4 separate regions of the Mus musculus genome follow, and regions 2, 3 and 4 are each linked to region 1. Evidence: chromatin contacts called from public promoter capture Hi-C data. All regions are on one chromosome and are shown on one strand. The core of a region is the stretch at or near the end of the contact, and the rest is flanking DNA. Distances in the headings are between cores, read along the strand shown. Region 1 holds the start of Pck1 (phosphoenolpyruvate carboxykinase 1, cytosolic). Region 2 has its middle 39 kb from the start of Gm52540. Region 3 has its middle 21 kb from the start of Gm52540. Region 4 holds the start of Nelfcd (negative elongation factor complex member C/D, Th1l).

Region 1 (3,549 bases), core at 521-3,020:
GCCTCCAGCACAGATATGCCCATCCGAGTCATGATCCGCATGCTGGCCACCACATAGGGCGAGTCTGTCAGTTCAATACCAATCTTGGCCAGCGGCGAGCCCAGTGGCCCCATGCTGAATGGGATGACATACATGGTGCGGCCTGCAGAGGCGGGTGGGCAGAAATAGGTAAGAAGTCACGGAGGCCCACTGAGCATCCTCGGCTCCTCCTCCTAATGGTACCCACAGCCGTGTCTTCCACATCATGCCTTTTGGCCACGAACCTCTGGTCTAGGAGGCCGTCGGAAACTGCAAAGTGCTGAAATTAAACTTTTCATAACCCTCCTGTTTGGCAGCTTAACATCCACATGGGTGGGAAGCATTTTATGTATTTTCTATTTTGTCTATTAAGGATTGAACCCAGGGCCTTGGAAATTCTAGGCAAACACTCTACCACGGAACCATAGCTACAGCTACCTTTTGAGTTTTTCTTTTGAGACCAAGTGTAAATTGCTCAGGCTGGCAGAAACTTGGAATGCTCCTGCCTCGGCTTCCGTGTCTGGGCTGACAGGCCTGAGCCACCAGGACTTGCAGAGAACATTTTAATATTCCTGTGTGTCACCACCCATGAAACAGAACCAGACAGTGCACTTCACACGTGGGCCACGCTTTGCAGCTCAGGTCGCCATTAGGAACATGAACTATGTACACAGCACACTGTCAGGCCTGGGGTCTGGTCTCACCCACCTTTCATGCACCCTGGGAACCTGGCGTTGAATGCTTTCTCAAAGTCCTCTTCCGACATCCAGCGGCCCAGCTGGCTGAGGCCAGTTTTGGGGATGGGCACTGTGTCTCTCTGCTCTTGGGTGATGATGACTGTCTTGCTTTCGATCCTGGCCACATCTCGAGGGTCAGTGAGAGCCAGCCAACTGAAAAAGTCACAGGGACTCCTTCAGCAAGGTATCCTCGGGGATGTACCTCTCTTGCCCACGCCAGGTCCTTCCAAGCCTTGCGGGAAACAAGGACAACAGGAGCTTGACCAGGTGGACATTAGCTAGACTGTGACCTGGCCCTGGGGAAAGGAGTTGCTTTGTATAGTTATCCAGAATCTAGTGGCTGGCTATGCTAACCTCACAGGGCATCTCTTAAGCTTCTCAGGTGTTTGCTACGGCAAGGTCTTCATTCTCCAAACGCTAAGAAGATAGAGTTAGGGAGGCTGTGGGCCAGAGAGTTAGGGCTGAGGGGACTCACCAGTTGTCATATTTCTTCAGCTTGCGGATGACACCCTCCTCCTGCATGTGGGCCAGCAACTGCCCGTACTCCTCCTCGGAGCCATCGCAGATGTGGATATACTCCGGCTGGCACAGCTGAGCATTGCCTTCCACGAACTTCCTCACTGCCTGGGGCAGGCTGTCGAGGCTGCCCTGGATGACCTTGGCAGAGAAGTCCAGACCGTTATGCAGCTGAGGAGGCATAATTGCAATGGTGTGGAGAGAGGCAGGAACTCTGGTGCCACCTGAAACAGAAAAAGGGACTCATGAACACCATGGAGCACCCATGGGCCCCTTCTCGGTCCTTCCGTAGACTTTGCATGGGTTGCAAGTGGCTAGGGAGCCATGGCTGTCAGGGTAAAGAACATGAGTGGGCCCCTCATTGTATTTTTGGAGAGGTGAATGAAATGACCCTGCCTACCTTTCTTCCTTTTGGAAGGTCTGGATCAGAGATCGCTGAGCGCCTTGCCGGATTTCCCCTGTTGACCGAGGGTGTGTTCCCAGAGGGAAGGCCAACTGTGCTTGGTAGCCCGCCCTCCTTGCTTTAAATACTATATAGAAGGGAGGACAGCCCTGCCCCTCAGCTGGACCCGGAGGCTCGCCTCTGACGTAAGGGGCAGGCCTTTGGATCATAGCCATGGTCAGCACGGTTTGGAACTGACTTAACACAATAAACTCCAGGGAGATAATGATTGAACTTGTGGTTGTTAATGAATGTTGGGAGGCCTCAGGCCCCTCTATCAGCCATAGTGAGTCCTTACACAACATTTGATTGACTAAACTTTGACCCTGCCTGTTGCTGATGCAAACTGCAGGCTCTTGCCTTAATTGTCAGGTGGGGGTCAAGGGCAGGCCTAGCCGAGACGCCTCTTGGACTTCATATGTTGCTGGCTGCACATTTTGTGTGCCGGTGGCTGCTGGTTGTCAAAACACCACAGCTGTGAGGTGTCACTCCCACGGCCAAAGGTCATGAGAAGGAAATTCAGCTCTGAGCCATGAGACTTCTAGATAATGTCTGTACCTGCTGAGTTAGCTGGGGTGTGTTACCTCACTAGGTGTGTGGTGGATTCTCTGGCCATCCCAAGATGAACACTGCAGAGATTAGGAGTGGCTGTAAGCTTTGTTCTGACAGGACAATACCTGACTCACAGTAATCACTCATACGTACATACTGACCCCTGCTCTAAATGTTTTCTGTCATATCATTCATTACTACCTCTTGAAATGGAACTCTGATGATCCCGGGTACAGACCAGGAAACTGAGGCAGAAAGGTCACTAAACAGGTCCCAGCCGGCTGGCGAGAGCCAGAAGAGTATGCATCAGGCAGGCTGGGCTACAGAGGACTGTGGGGTCCCTTGGGAGGACTGCTGTCTGTTGTAGACCCTTCAGTGTCTTCTTCAAGAAGTTCTGCGTTAGACACCATCACCCTTGGAGCTGCCTGGAATCGTCTTGAATGCCCAAGTGTCTGGAGAAAGGAGGGGAGGGGGCTTGGCCGTGCTGCTGGGTGGCACTTGAGCAACAAGACCTTTACCACAGTTGTAAAGACTTCTCTGCGAGCCACAGACCTTCATGCCAATTGAGCGAGCTGAGAGCTTGCTTGTCGGAGTTCAGAAGTGAGTGAGAAGTCAATGGGAGAGAGCCCATGGGCAGGCCCGGCTCCCACAGCTGGCCTCAGAGTAAGGGGCAGAGACATGGCCCACTTCCCTGTAGGCAGGAGGATGGTGACAGGCAACTTTGTGACTCTGCTTACTAAGACTTGTGTCAGATTTGAGGCACTGTGAGAGCCATCCCAAACAGAGTGCTTTTGGCCTGAACTATGGGGGCTTGACTCACTCTGCAAAGCTGTGTGAAGAGCTACTGCCTCCTGCACCCCAACTGCCAGCATTCTGGGGGTCCGTCCACTGGACCTTCCGTGTCGGTACAGAAGAAGTGGCTTCCTCTTCAGGTCACTGAGACTGCTCATGAAGGGTGGCCTCACCCTATGTAAACTATAGGCTGTCAACCCAGCCAGAGTGTCCTGCTCAGTGTCTCCATATCAGGCACGGGCTAAACCAGCCTTTCCAGTGCACACTTCCTCTGAGAGTCTTGGCCAGTCTCCACTCCACTGCTAAAACTGCCGTTTGTTTCAACTTAACCCTGGAAGGTTAAGTTGGGAAAAAAAAAGGAGAGACTATTAATTCAGCTGGAGTTTTAATCACTCTACATACATCCAAGGTACCTCTGCTGTGGGCCTCCTGGGAGGGATATAGTAGCCCAATGATGGTGGAGGAGCAGGGGTCCCCACGACCTTCCAATTA
Region 2 (3,549 bases), core at 667-3,166, 1.4 Mb before region 1:
TGGTGGGTGCACATTTGGCAATCTTGAATGACTGGTTCTCTCCTTCCATCATGTGGGTCCCAGGCATCAAATTCAGGCCATCAGACATGGTGGCACCTTTACATGCTGAGCCATCTTGTTGGTCCCAAGCCTTTACCTTAAAAGAAAGGATTATTTATCTACTCCCAAGAAATACATAATTGTCGGGTTTATCTGGAAGTATCCGAGTGGCTGACTCTCAGAAGACTGCATCCACAAGGATGCAAGTTTGTAGCCAGCTTCAGCTACTTAGGAAGGCTCTGTCTCAAAATAAAATATTTGGAAAAGGATAGGAATGTGTCCCAGCGGTGCATGGTTTCCCTACTGCTTGTCAAGACCCTGGGTTCAAACCTTAGCAGCACAAAAAAATAAAATAAGATTAATTTAACCTCTTGAAAACTACAAGAAAATGGGAAATAATTCAGGGGAGACGTCCAGCTCGATGCATCATTTAGACAAGCATCGTAGCAAGAATAGAAAAATCATGGCTGTCTGCTGACTTGGTTTAGGCAAACAAGGAGATTTTGAATTCCCACTTTTGGGTATGACCATACCTGGAGGCAAGATTTCCTCAGGGCAGAGCTCGTCTTGATCTTGAGATGTGCAGAGTGGAGACACCATCTAGAAATGATGTAACAACAAGACTGACATCATCAGTCTCAGCCAAAGGGGGCCTAGCTAATCTTAATCTGCTTAATCGCTAATTTCCTGTCTTATTTCCGAAACAGTCTCATCACTATTAAAGTAAAGAATACTCTCATCTTTGCAGGTTAGGGTTTTGTAGTGTTTGAGGATTCTAGTATTTTGTGTTGTGTTTTATGCAATTTTCCATTTGGTAGCATAATTGCTTAAGATGCTATCATTTCACATAAAGCCAAGATAGGTTTCAAGCTTTCTGAACAGCCAGAATGTGGACATGATGTTCCACAAGCTCCAAAGACAGAGCTGGCCCAGCCGCCACCTCTTCACAGCATGATCCAGTCAGCCCCAGCAAACCTTTCCTCCTGCAAGTTGCTCCTGACAGGTTTTCTCTCACAAAGAAACAAAATAACTAATGCAGGCTCCAAGAAAAAGATGCACTGAAAAATTGTTCACCACAGTGACGAGAGTCCAGTATGCTAACAGCAGATGCACAGGCAGGCAGGCAGGAGTCCCCGGGAGGGACCCAGCTGTACACTGGGGTCCACACTGTCTGTTCCTGCAGCCCTTACCCACTTTGAAGGACAGTATTTGAGCACTTTTGGTGGGTCTATGACTCGTTGGTTCCTGTTTCAGTTCATCAGATCTCCTTCCTGTTGTTGTCAATTTGTTTGTTAACTCTCAATTGGCAGGTATATACCTTAGCTTAAAGTTGAAATATAAAATTTCAGTTTGTAGCTGACTGTGTCTACTGATGGAGAATAAATTCGAAATTCAGATTTAGCAAAGATTTGGCACTGCTGCCTAAAACTAAGTTACCATGAAGCTCTAAGACTGGCTATTGGAGTTGACTTGTCTCCTGTGGACCACAGTTCAGTGAAGACAAGCTCAGGGGAAGTCCCTCGGAGGCCAGGGTCCCATCTGACATCACTACTGACCTGTGGAAATGGTACTCTGACTGAACAAAGCACACTCTATGGACAAGACATGCCTTGAGCGGCCACATTTCTCTAGACTGTCAGAAAACATGGCATTTTCTAGTCTAGGGTAGTGATCTGCTGAGACTTACATCCTTTGAGTCTTGGGAGAGTCAACCAGAGGCTGGGGTGATAAGTCAGTTAGAAACTTGCCTCCCACATAAGCAGGAGAACCTCAGCTCCACCCACAAACCCACATAGCAAAGCCAGGCCTGCTGGTAGGAACTCAGTTGCTGACTTTGCAGTGTCAGTGCTGAGGAGGCCTTTGGAGCTTGCTCAGGAGCCAGCCTAACTCAATCCAGGCCAATGACCTAGACGTTGTTTCAAAAAGCAAACAAGCAGCTGGGGGCAGGCAAGGGGCGTGGTGGAGAAGAGCTTTGCCTGAGAAGCAACACTGGAGGCTGCCTTTCACATTCCCGGACACACAAGAATAAATGAAGGATTTGTGCCCTGACTTCCGAATCTTACTCAGAAGTTCCTAGGAACACCCAGTGAACCTCACTGTCCCACCCCACTGCTTCTCCTAGAAGCCCTGGCTCCAGGTTCCAGATTTCGTTTTAAAATAAATAAATGGGGCTGTTGTGGTGGCCCATACCTGCCGCCTCAGCAGTAGAGAGGCTGAGGCAGGAGGATAACAACCATGAGCTACCCACAGTAAAGCTCTTTAGGAAGGATAATGACATTCAACAGCAGCAGACCATCCAAACAGAGGCTATATGGGTACCACTCTTTATGCATTCACAGTGACTCTGGAATATTCATTAATCATCTGCCCTTACTTGGGGCTTAAAGAGCAACAGGACACGCTGAGACTGCCTTTGACATTTAACATCGCTAGGGAAATCAGACATCTAATTAAGGAGAAGCAGGGCGACGCACGCTGTTTCCCTCCACTTGTGACACACACAACTTTGCTCTAGCTCAGTGGAGGTGTTCTGTGTGGAAGCTTTGTGCGGATGTTCAAGTTGTGTGCTGCACCCCACCTAAAGGAGTGACATTCACATTATAAACTAACTTACAGAACACACAAACAGCAAGAAGATTTGAGACCTCCCAGAGGAGTTCTGGGTACCCCATGCCTGTGCATACAGCCATGCAAATAAGCTCAGGACCACATATTTTATGCACACATTCTGAGACACACAGTGGTCTTTTCGTCATCACTGCCTTGAGTCCACATCCTCACCAGACTCTAAACCCAACTTCATCCCCCAACTTCAGGAGAAGGGAAGCTAGGGGGTTAGCAGAGGCACAGACATTCTCTGCTTCTGTGGATGCCAGTCCATCAGTCCATCCTCCTGAGAAAGTCTTACTGCTCAACCCAGGTGAGATCCCTCCTCCCTTTACATCCTCAGCAGGCAGACAACCTAGGTAAGAATACCACTGTGCTCAGTGCCTCTCTCTCTCTCTCTCTCTCTCTCTCTCTCTCTCTCTCTCTCTCTCTCTCTCTCTCTCTCTGCCATTCAGTCTTGCCAGGGCTTTTAGGATAAAGACTCTGCCTTTCCTACTGGAAGAAGAAGCCCACAAAGCCACAGGTCATCTTTCACAATGTTCAGTAATCTCATGGCACACAGTAGGGACTCAGGATGTACCAGTCAAGAAAATGGAGGGTTATATAAGATCCCTCAGTGACTCTAAAACAGCCTGTTCAGAGGAAACGCTTGCTTCCTTCTGGAAATTTCCTGATCCCTGAACTGACATTTTCTCAGAGAAAACCTGTCTGTGAGTATAACAGATGTATTAGTGTCTCTCTTTTTCTTTAAGGTCTTCCTTTGAAGTTGTCTGGCCAAAAACAGCATCCACCTTCCAGGTCAGAATAGGACTTAGAAATAAATCCACAGGGTCTGACTTCTCTCCAAGGTGTCACAAGTTAGCAAGTAGAATATTGTTGCAAGTTGGTAAGTGTGAATCATCC
Region 3 (3,549 bases), core at 611-3,110, 1.3 Mb before region 1:
TGCCATCCTATGTAACAGATGAGTGTCATCGAGATCCAGTCCGGTCCAAGTCCAAGTGTCACTTCAGCCCCTCAGCTGAGCCCTGTGAGGGAGGTACCGCAACCTCAGCTTTACACAAGAGGGTGCTACGCAGGGTTGAAAGCGCTCTCCCTAACATATCAGAATTAGAATGTCCCACTCCAAGCTCCGTGCTCCCTGCAGGGACCCCTTTTCTCCTCAGACATAGGATTATGACGCAGGAAGCAGAAATGTCTTGCGATCCTGTTTTCATAGTGCCGTATTTTATTACTTTTTGTAGGAAGGAAGGGTTTGTTGGCTCATAGTTTTAGGGTTCCATTGTGTGGAACTCATGGTGGCCGGAGTGTGAGGCAGTTTCCCCACATGCATCCACAGTCAGGAAACACAGAGAGATGAATGCTGGTGCCAGCTGGTTTTCTTATTTGTTTTTTCCTTTTTATTTAGCTGGGACCAAAGGCCACGGAAAGGTGAGGTGCTACCCATAAGCAGGATGGATCTTCTCTCCTCAGTAAAATCCTCTGGGAACACTCATAGATGTGTGCCTTTTATTTCCGTTCAGAAGAGCATTAGCCATCCGAGGCATGTGTCAGGGTAGCCGTAGACTATTAACAGCAGTCTTTTCTTTCATGTTTTGAGACAGAGTACCATATAACCCAGGCTGGCCTCCAACCTATGTAACCAGGGATAACTTTGAATTTCTGATTTTCCTGCCTCCACTTCCTGAAGGCTAGGCTGATAGGTTTGTGCCACTACATCTGATTTATATAGTCCTAGTGATGAATGCCAGCCTTCGTACACGTTAGGCAAGCACTGAGCTTTATGTTCAGTGAAATCAGCCGATTGACTCCCAGGACCCATTGATAGATTTGGCAGCTCGGGGTGTGAGTGGGGTAGGGAGGTGCCTCACTATATAGGCCTGGCTGGCTTGCAACTCTTTTCATAGACTAGGTTAGCTCAAAGCTCTGCCGCAGAGAATTTCCTGCCTCTGCTTCTCAGAATTGCCAGGATTAAAGGCGTGAACCACCAAGCCTAGCCCTGGTAGGTATCTTTTCAAGTGTTTTGTACCTGTCAATAGTTTCTGCCCAGTGTCCAGTGCTTACGATTACTGGCCTTGCATACCTGCTATGTATTGAGAAGGTTCCCTGAAATGCCAGCCCTTTGCGATATCAGAGTTCTTTAAGGTTGTCATTTTATAAAAATGGCAGACATGGAGGTAGCTTATCCAATAGTCACTTGCCACCAAGCTTAGCAGATTGAGTTTAGTCACCAAGACCAACACAATGGAAGGAGAAAACAGACTTTTGCAAGCTACTGTCTGGCTTCCACCCACATGCCCACCCACGTGCACGATAAATAAATAATCTTAAACTACATATAAAACACAGACCTGTAATCCTGGCACTGAAGAGGCTGAGGCAGGAGGGTAGCAAGTTTGAGGCCAGTCTGAGGAGTATACTAGCTTCATTGACAGCCAGAGTTACAGAGACCTAGTATTTTTTTAAATGTTGAGCAATTCTAATGATCAATAGGTTTGCTTTAGTCTTCTTACTGGAATACTATTTGGCAATAAAAGACGAAGTGAATCCTGCCATTTGCAAGCACATAGCTATAAGCGGAGAGCGTTAGGTTCAGTGAAACCAGCCAGCCACAGAAGACAAACACCTGATGATCTCACTTGTGTAGGAATACTTTTTAAAAAGAAAAATAGTTCGTTGACGCTGAGAGTTGAATGGAAGATTTGTCAGTGGGTACTGAGTTACAATCAGATAGGGTCAGGAGGGCCAGACTTAGTCTCCTGGGTGCCTACAGACCAATGTTCCATTGGCTTCAGAATGCTAGAGAGGGTTTAGATTTCTTTCAGTGGCAACTTGGAGGATCTGGGTGCAGCTCAGCGGTGGAGTACACCTGCCTTGTAGTGTAAGGCTTGGGGTTTATTCCTCAGTAATGAGGAAAAGTAATAGCAGCAAACTCGTAAGGAAATAAAAACATTTAACACTATGCACTGCACATGTGTGGAAATGGTAAACATTAGCCTATTCATATAGATAATTTTATGTGATTGTAAATTTTATTCATGTGTGTGTGTGTGAGAGAGAGGGGAGGGAGAGAGGGAGAGGTAGGAAGAGGGAGGGAGAGGGAGGAAGAGGGAGAGGGAGAGGGAGAGGGAGAGGGAGAGGGAGAGGGAGAGGGAGAGGGAGAGATGCATAAAGGCATCCACGGAGGCCAGTCGAGGACATCAGATCTCTGGAAACTGAAGTTACAGATAACTGTGAGCTATCATGTGGGCGCTTGAAGCCCCACATCCCCTCGAAAAGCAGTGGGAACTCTTAACTCCCGAGGCATCTGTCAGGCCTAAAATCATGTTTTTATAATATTTCGTGTGTTTGTGTGTGTGTGTGTGTGTGTGAATCATGTTTCTATAATATTTCGTGTGTGTGTGTGTGTGTGTGTGTGTGTGTGTGTGTGTGTGGTGCACATGTGTGTGCACATGTAAATATATCAGCATGTACATATCAACACAAGAGTACAGGAATCCGTTCTCTTCTTCCACAAGGTGGGTCATAGCAATCAAATTCGAGTCTTCAGAATTGGTAGCAAGCAACTTTGCCTGCTGGAACATCTTGACCTCCTACAATCATTAATATATAAATTAGTTTGCAACCCCATAGGAGGAACAACAATATGAACCGACCAGTACCCCCAGAGCTCCCAGGGACTAAACCACCAACCAAAGAGTACATATGGAGGGACCCATGGTTCTAGCCACATATGTAGCAGAGGATGGCCTTGTTGGACATCAATGGAAGGAGAGGCCCTTGGTCCTCTGAAGGATTGATGCCCCAGTGTAGGGGAATGCCAGGACCAGGAAGCAGGAGTAGGTGTGTTAGTGAGCAGAGGAAGGGGTGATAGGGGGTTTCGGAGGAGAAACCAGGAAAGGATTTACATTTGAAATGTAAATAAAGAAAATATCTATTTTTTTTTAAAAAGTAAAATATTTAAAACAATGTCTATTTTCTTGCTTCCATCCTCTGTAGAACCAAGTTCTGCATCTCTGTGCCATGCCTCACACTGACCGAGGTCTGCATCTCTGTAACATGCTTCACACTGTCACTGTTTGGAGTTAAGCACTGGACAGACCCTGGGCCACAGCCACCTCCACTTTCTACTCTGCTGGGGCTGGTAGCCAGTCAGGCTCAGGGCACAGCATCTTGTGGGTGAGCAGGAGTTTGGGGCGGATGGATAGCAGCCTGGGGATGAGCAGCAGTTCGTAGGGTGAGCAGGAGCTCTCGGGGTGGGGTAAGGGGATGAGCAGCAGCTTGGGGAGGGGTGAGCAGCTCCTGACCTACCATCTATAGAAGGTGGTGAGATCATACCTGCTGCTATCATTTTTATCTCCACCTGGGCTATATTCACTACAGTCTACTAGATAATCTATCCTACCTTCATAGTTTGTAATTTGTTGGTTTGAATAGGAACAGCCTTGTTTGAACGTGTGGCCAGTAACAAGGCCAGAAGGTGTGGCCTTGTTGG
Region 4 (3,549 bases), core at 606-3,105, 1.3 Mb before region 1:
AAAAAAAAGGACTGAAATTCAGTGGACTCTAGGCCAGGGCCTGGCACGCCTAACCCTCAACAGACACAGAACATGGACGACAACCACCAAGCTAATCCACAGAGTACTTTCTTGTGTCTGTGTGGTCTCCTGAGATGTTCCTGTGTGTACATTGTCTGTGTGTAGATGTTAGAGATCAAGGTTGGGTGTCTTCTCCAGTCACTCTCCACACCCCTTTTTGAAGGTCTCTCGGTAACACGGACGGTTCAGCTGGCTGGCCAGGGGGCTCCAGGGATCCCCCGGTGCTGGATTACAGACAAGAGCTTTTTATGTGGATGATAGTTTCTGAACTCAGGACCTAGTGCTCCTGTGGCAAGCACAGTACTCGCTAAGCCATCCCCGACTCTTACTGAATCTGAACCACCTCAGTTACTGAGCCACTTAAGTGACACAAAGGACATCACTCTGAGTCTTCTTTCCTTCCTTATGCCCTGGGCAGGTGGCTGAGTCTTTCTGCCTTATTTTACTTATGAATAACACTCAATTCAAACTCTAGAACAGTGGTTCTCAGCCTTCCTAATGCTGCAACCCTTCAACACAGTTCCTCATGCTGTGGTGAACTCCACCTGTAAAATTACTTTTGTTGTTACTTCATAACTGTCATCTGCTACTGTTAGGAATCACAATGTGAATATGCAAGATATCTGATATGACCCCCACAGGGTCACAGCCCACAGGTTGAGAACTGCTGCTCTAGCGCCTAGCCTGCGATACCACACAAAAGCACTTAGCCCAACATCCAAATTAGCTAAATCCAACTCTATATATCCACCTCCGAGTTCCCAAGTGATGTAGTATGCTCTAGCATACAAACAGATGCCCAGGGTCTTATGTCCTACTGGTCAGCAGCTAGCTCTATAGGACCCCTGGAAGCTGCAACTGATGACTGACAGCTCCTGGTCCAGCAACCAACCAACCAACCACGGAGGGCTTCCCTCACTCGGTTCCAGAAACCCCTCACCTTTCCTCCATCACCCTCACTGCACCACTGACCACTCCACTGGTATACCTCACTGCATCCCATATTCATTCAAAGCTCATCTCACTTCCTGTAGAAAAGCCAAATTCCAGGGCCCCTACTCACTGTCCAGAAGGATATGGGAGGCTTAAGTCAGTCATACAGCTGGGTGGACTTCTGATTTCCTAACCCTGGTGTTTGGGGGGACACTGAACGATACCCGTTCCCCATCTCTCACCCAAATCTTGGACAGTCGGGGCTACGAGATCTTTCCTGTCCTGTACTCTAAGGATGAATGAAATCACCCAAAAGTGGAAAAAAAAGTTTGGTCTGTCCAGCACCGGAGAGTGTTTTCCCAACCCCAGAATGCTGCTGGAGTTTGGAGTTAGTTTGTTCACTGTATCACTGTGGTCCACTTCTCCCTTAGAGTCTGTCCTGCCCCCTCGGGCACCATGGCTTCTGCTTCGCAGAGATCAGCCCCAGGTGTCACTGGGAATCGGAATGCATGGGAAACTGAGGTCCCTAACGGGGCAGGACCGGCCCGAAGCCCTGAGTGCAGTTCCTGGACCCGCTTTGCTAGGGTCCGGGGTCGGAGGTCAGGGAGTCAAGGGTCACGGGTCCCCGTACCCGGGTCTGGCCGGAGCAGGAGCCGCGAGGACAGGACACAAACCCGGCTTCCTGGCGGAACGCCTACGGCCCTCTCACCTGGCCGCCGTCTGCCTCTTCGCCCCACTCTGAGGCATTCCCGAAGTAGTCTTCTCCCATAATTGTACCCGGCGCCGGACCCGCCATATCTGCCGCGTCTCCTCACTGCGCGTGCGCCGGACACAACAAATGGAAGAGCGCGTGCGCGGTTCTGGGCCTCAGGCAAGGCTAGAGAGGCGGAGTTGGAAAGGGGCGTGGTTACAGAGGAGGCGTGGCCTAGTCTTTGGCCTGCTGGGCGGGGAAACACCTTGTAGGATCTCTCATGAGCAAGATGGCTTGAGTCACAGCTTTATGTCTGCCCAGAACACTTCCAAGTTACCTTTTCTCCTTTTTAAGACAGGGTCTCGCCGGGCGCGGTGGCGCACGCCTTTAATCCCAGCACTCGGGAGGCAGAGGCAGGCGAATTTCTGAGTTCGAGGCCAGCCTGGTCTACAAAGTGAGTTCCAGGACAGCCAGAGCTATACAGAGAAACCCTGTCTCAAAAAAAAAAAAAAAAAAAAAAAAGACAGGGTCTCACTCGGAAGTGCAAGCATGCTTCCAGTTGCTATAAAAACCTCGAACCTTCAGTGAGCTTAAGCTTTGCCTGGACAGTGCAGCTGCCAACCGAGCAGGTATCACAGAAATGTTCGGATTTCTTTTACTATGGGCAAAAAGTACTCGGTGCATTGCAGAGCGAGATATAAAACATATTTCCAGTGGAGGAGGCCCTACAGCCTACAAAAGCCATGACTGGGCTCTGGAAAAGTGGACCCACTGAACACCTAGACTGAAGATACCTGGAGAGGCCTCCTGGCAGGTGGCCCCAAATCATCGATCGGGGAGGTTAACACCATGGGCTCTGGATGCAGACAGTGAGGAGAGGCTAGAGAAAAGAGCCAGCCATGTAGTACAGTCCTCAGGCACTGTCTGCAGAGCTGTTGGAATGCTATTTTACTTCTTCCTTCCTTCCATCATTTGACAAGTGTTTGTTGAATAACTCCTAAGTGCCTGGATCATTGATAACACCTGGAGTACAGTGACGTACTCAGGGACGAGATCCTTGCCACTTTGCCACCCATGATCCGAGGGAGCTAGCCTGCAAACAAAGGGGAGAAATGATAATACTGGATAACCAAAGTAAATAGTCTGTAATGATAGAAGAGACTTTCCCAAGATGCTCAGGGTGGCTCTTTCCATTCCAAATAACCTGGTGAAGAAAGTCCCCCACCAGAGCTTGTGGCACCCTGCATTGTAGTTGATGCCAGAGCCACCCAAGGTGACAACCACTTGCAAGGCTTTAGTCCGATGGCACATTGAAGCACTAGACACAGAGTTAGCAGGTAGTCAGCAGGAATTAGTTATTATAAAAGTTCATCTGGATTTTTGTTTAAGGAAAGTGATGGAACAGATATATCTGGAATGTCTAGCTATTTGCTACACCCAAAGAGGACTTATGGAGAGGAGGGAGGAAACCAGAGTTGCAGGGAGTGAGGAGGAAGGTGGAAAGGCAAGGAATGGTCTGGTAAGAGGCTACTTAGACTTCCAGTCTGTACACTCACAGATAGCCCAGCAGGAGGTAGGTTTCTGCCTGGGGACAAAGATGTGTTCAGGCTGAGGCCATTGGAGGCAACCCTGAAAGGCTTCTTTGCAGATGGTGGAAGGACCACTTTCCATCTCTCTGCTTGGTGGGTCTAGATCCAGCTCACATGATGAAGGAGCTTTAAGTTCAGGAGTGCCCTGCTATGGATTTGTTTCAGGCTCATTTTTATTTGTTTTCTGAAAATGTTGGGAATAATGAATGTCTGTTAAATTCCAACTATGGCTCTTAGATACTGTCTGAGTGGAAAGCAGGCAGATTCATTTATGAA

What was found. Promoter capture Hi-C pulls out the DNA fragments that hold promoters and counts their contacts.
Region 2: a promoter capture Hi-C map of liver shows a contact between it and region 1, with 2.6 times the contacts expected there. The contact joins the enhancer-like site here to the promoter of Pck1 in region 1. A contact is called at or near these places in 7 of 39 promoter capture datasets (the 3T3-L1 cell line, 3T3-L1-derived adipocytes, cranial neural crest and 3 more).
Region 3: a contact with region 1 is called in a promoter capture Hi-C map of liver, with 2.9 times the contacts expected there. The contact joins the enhancer-like site here to the promoter of Pck1 in region 1. A contact is called at or near these places in 7 of 39 promoter capture datasets (the 3T3-L1 cell line, hippocampal neurons, liver and 2 more) and 1 of 9 other capture datasets (embryonic stem cells).
Region 4: a promoter capture Hi-C map of embryonic stem cells shows a contact between it and region 1, with 2.6 times the contacts expected there. The contact joins the promoter of Nelfcd here to the promoter of Pck1 in region 1. A contact is called at or near these places in 3 of 39 promoter capture datasets (embryonic stem cells, liver and pre-B cells), 1 of 484 Hi-C or Micro-C datasets (B cells) and 1 of 9 other capture datasets (embryonic stem cells).

The regions. Positions count from the first base shown.
Region 1 is chr2:173,151,294-173,154,842 of GRCm38.p6, reverse strand. It overlaps Pck1 (phosphoenolpyruvate carboxykinase 1, cytosolic), which reads right to left and starts at 1,770. Exons shown (of 10, transcript NM_011044.3): 1 at 1,672-1,770; 2 at 1,231-1,495; 3 at 727-908; 4 at 1-142. The coding sequence starts at 1,454.
Region 2 is chr2:174,515,623-174,519,171 of GRCm38.p6, reverse strand. No RefSeq gene overlaps it. Among named protein-coding and RNA genes, the nearest start is that of Gm52540, 39 kb to the right of the region's middle. Within about 2 kb of position 1,916, at least 34 of the 459 cell types and tissues checked have an H3K27ac peak or open chromatin away from gene starts, as enhancers often do. A contact at or near this core is called in liver, where this site is marked.
Region 3 is chr2:174,497,577-174,501,125 of GRCm38.p6, reverse strand. No RefSeq gene overlaps it. Among named protein-coding and RNA genes, the nearest start is that of Gm52540, 21 kb to the right of the region's middle. Within about 2 kb of position 1,860, at least 2 of the 459 cell types and tissues checked have an H3K27ac peak or open chromatin away from gene starts, as enhancers often do. A contact at or near this core is called in liver, where this site is marked.
Region 4 is chr2:174,414,110-174,417,658 of GRCm38.p6, reverse strand. It overlaps Nelfcd (negative elongation factor complex member C/D, Th1l), which reads right to left and starts at 1,855. Exons shown (of 15, transcript NM_020580.3): 1 at 1,703-1,855. The coding sequence starts at 1,789.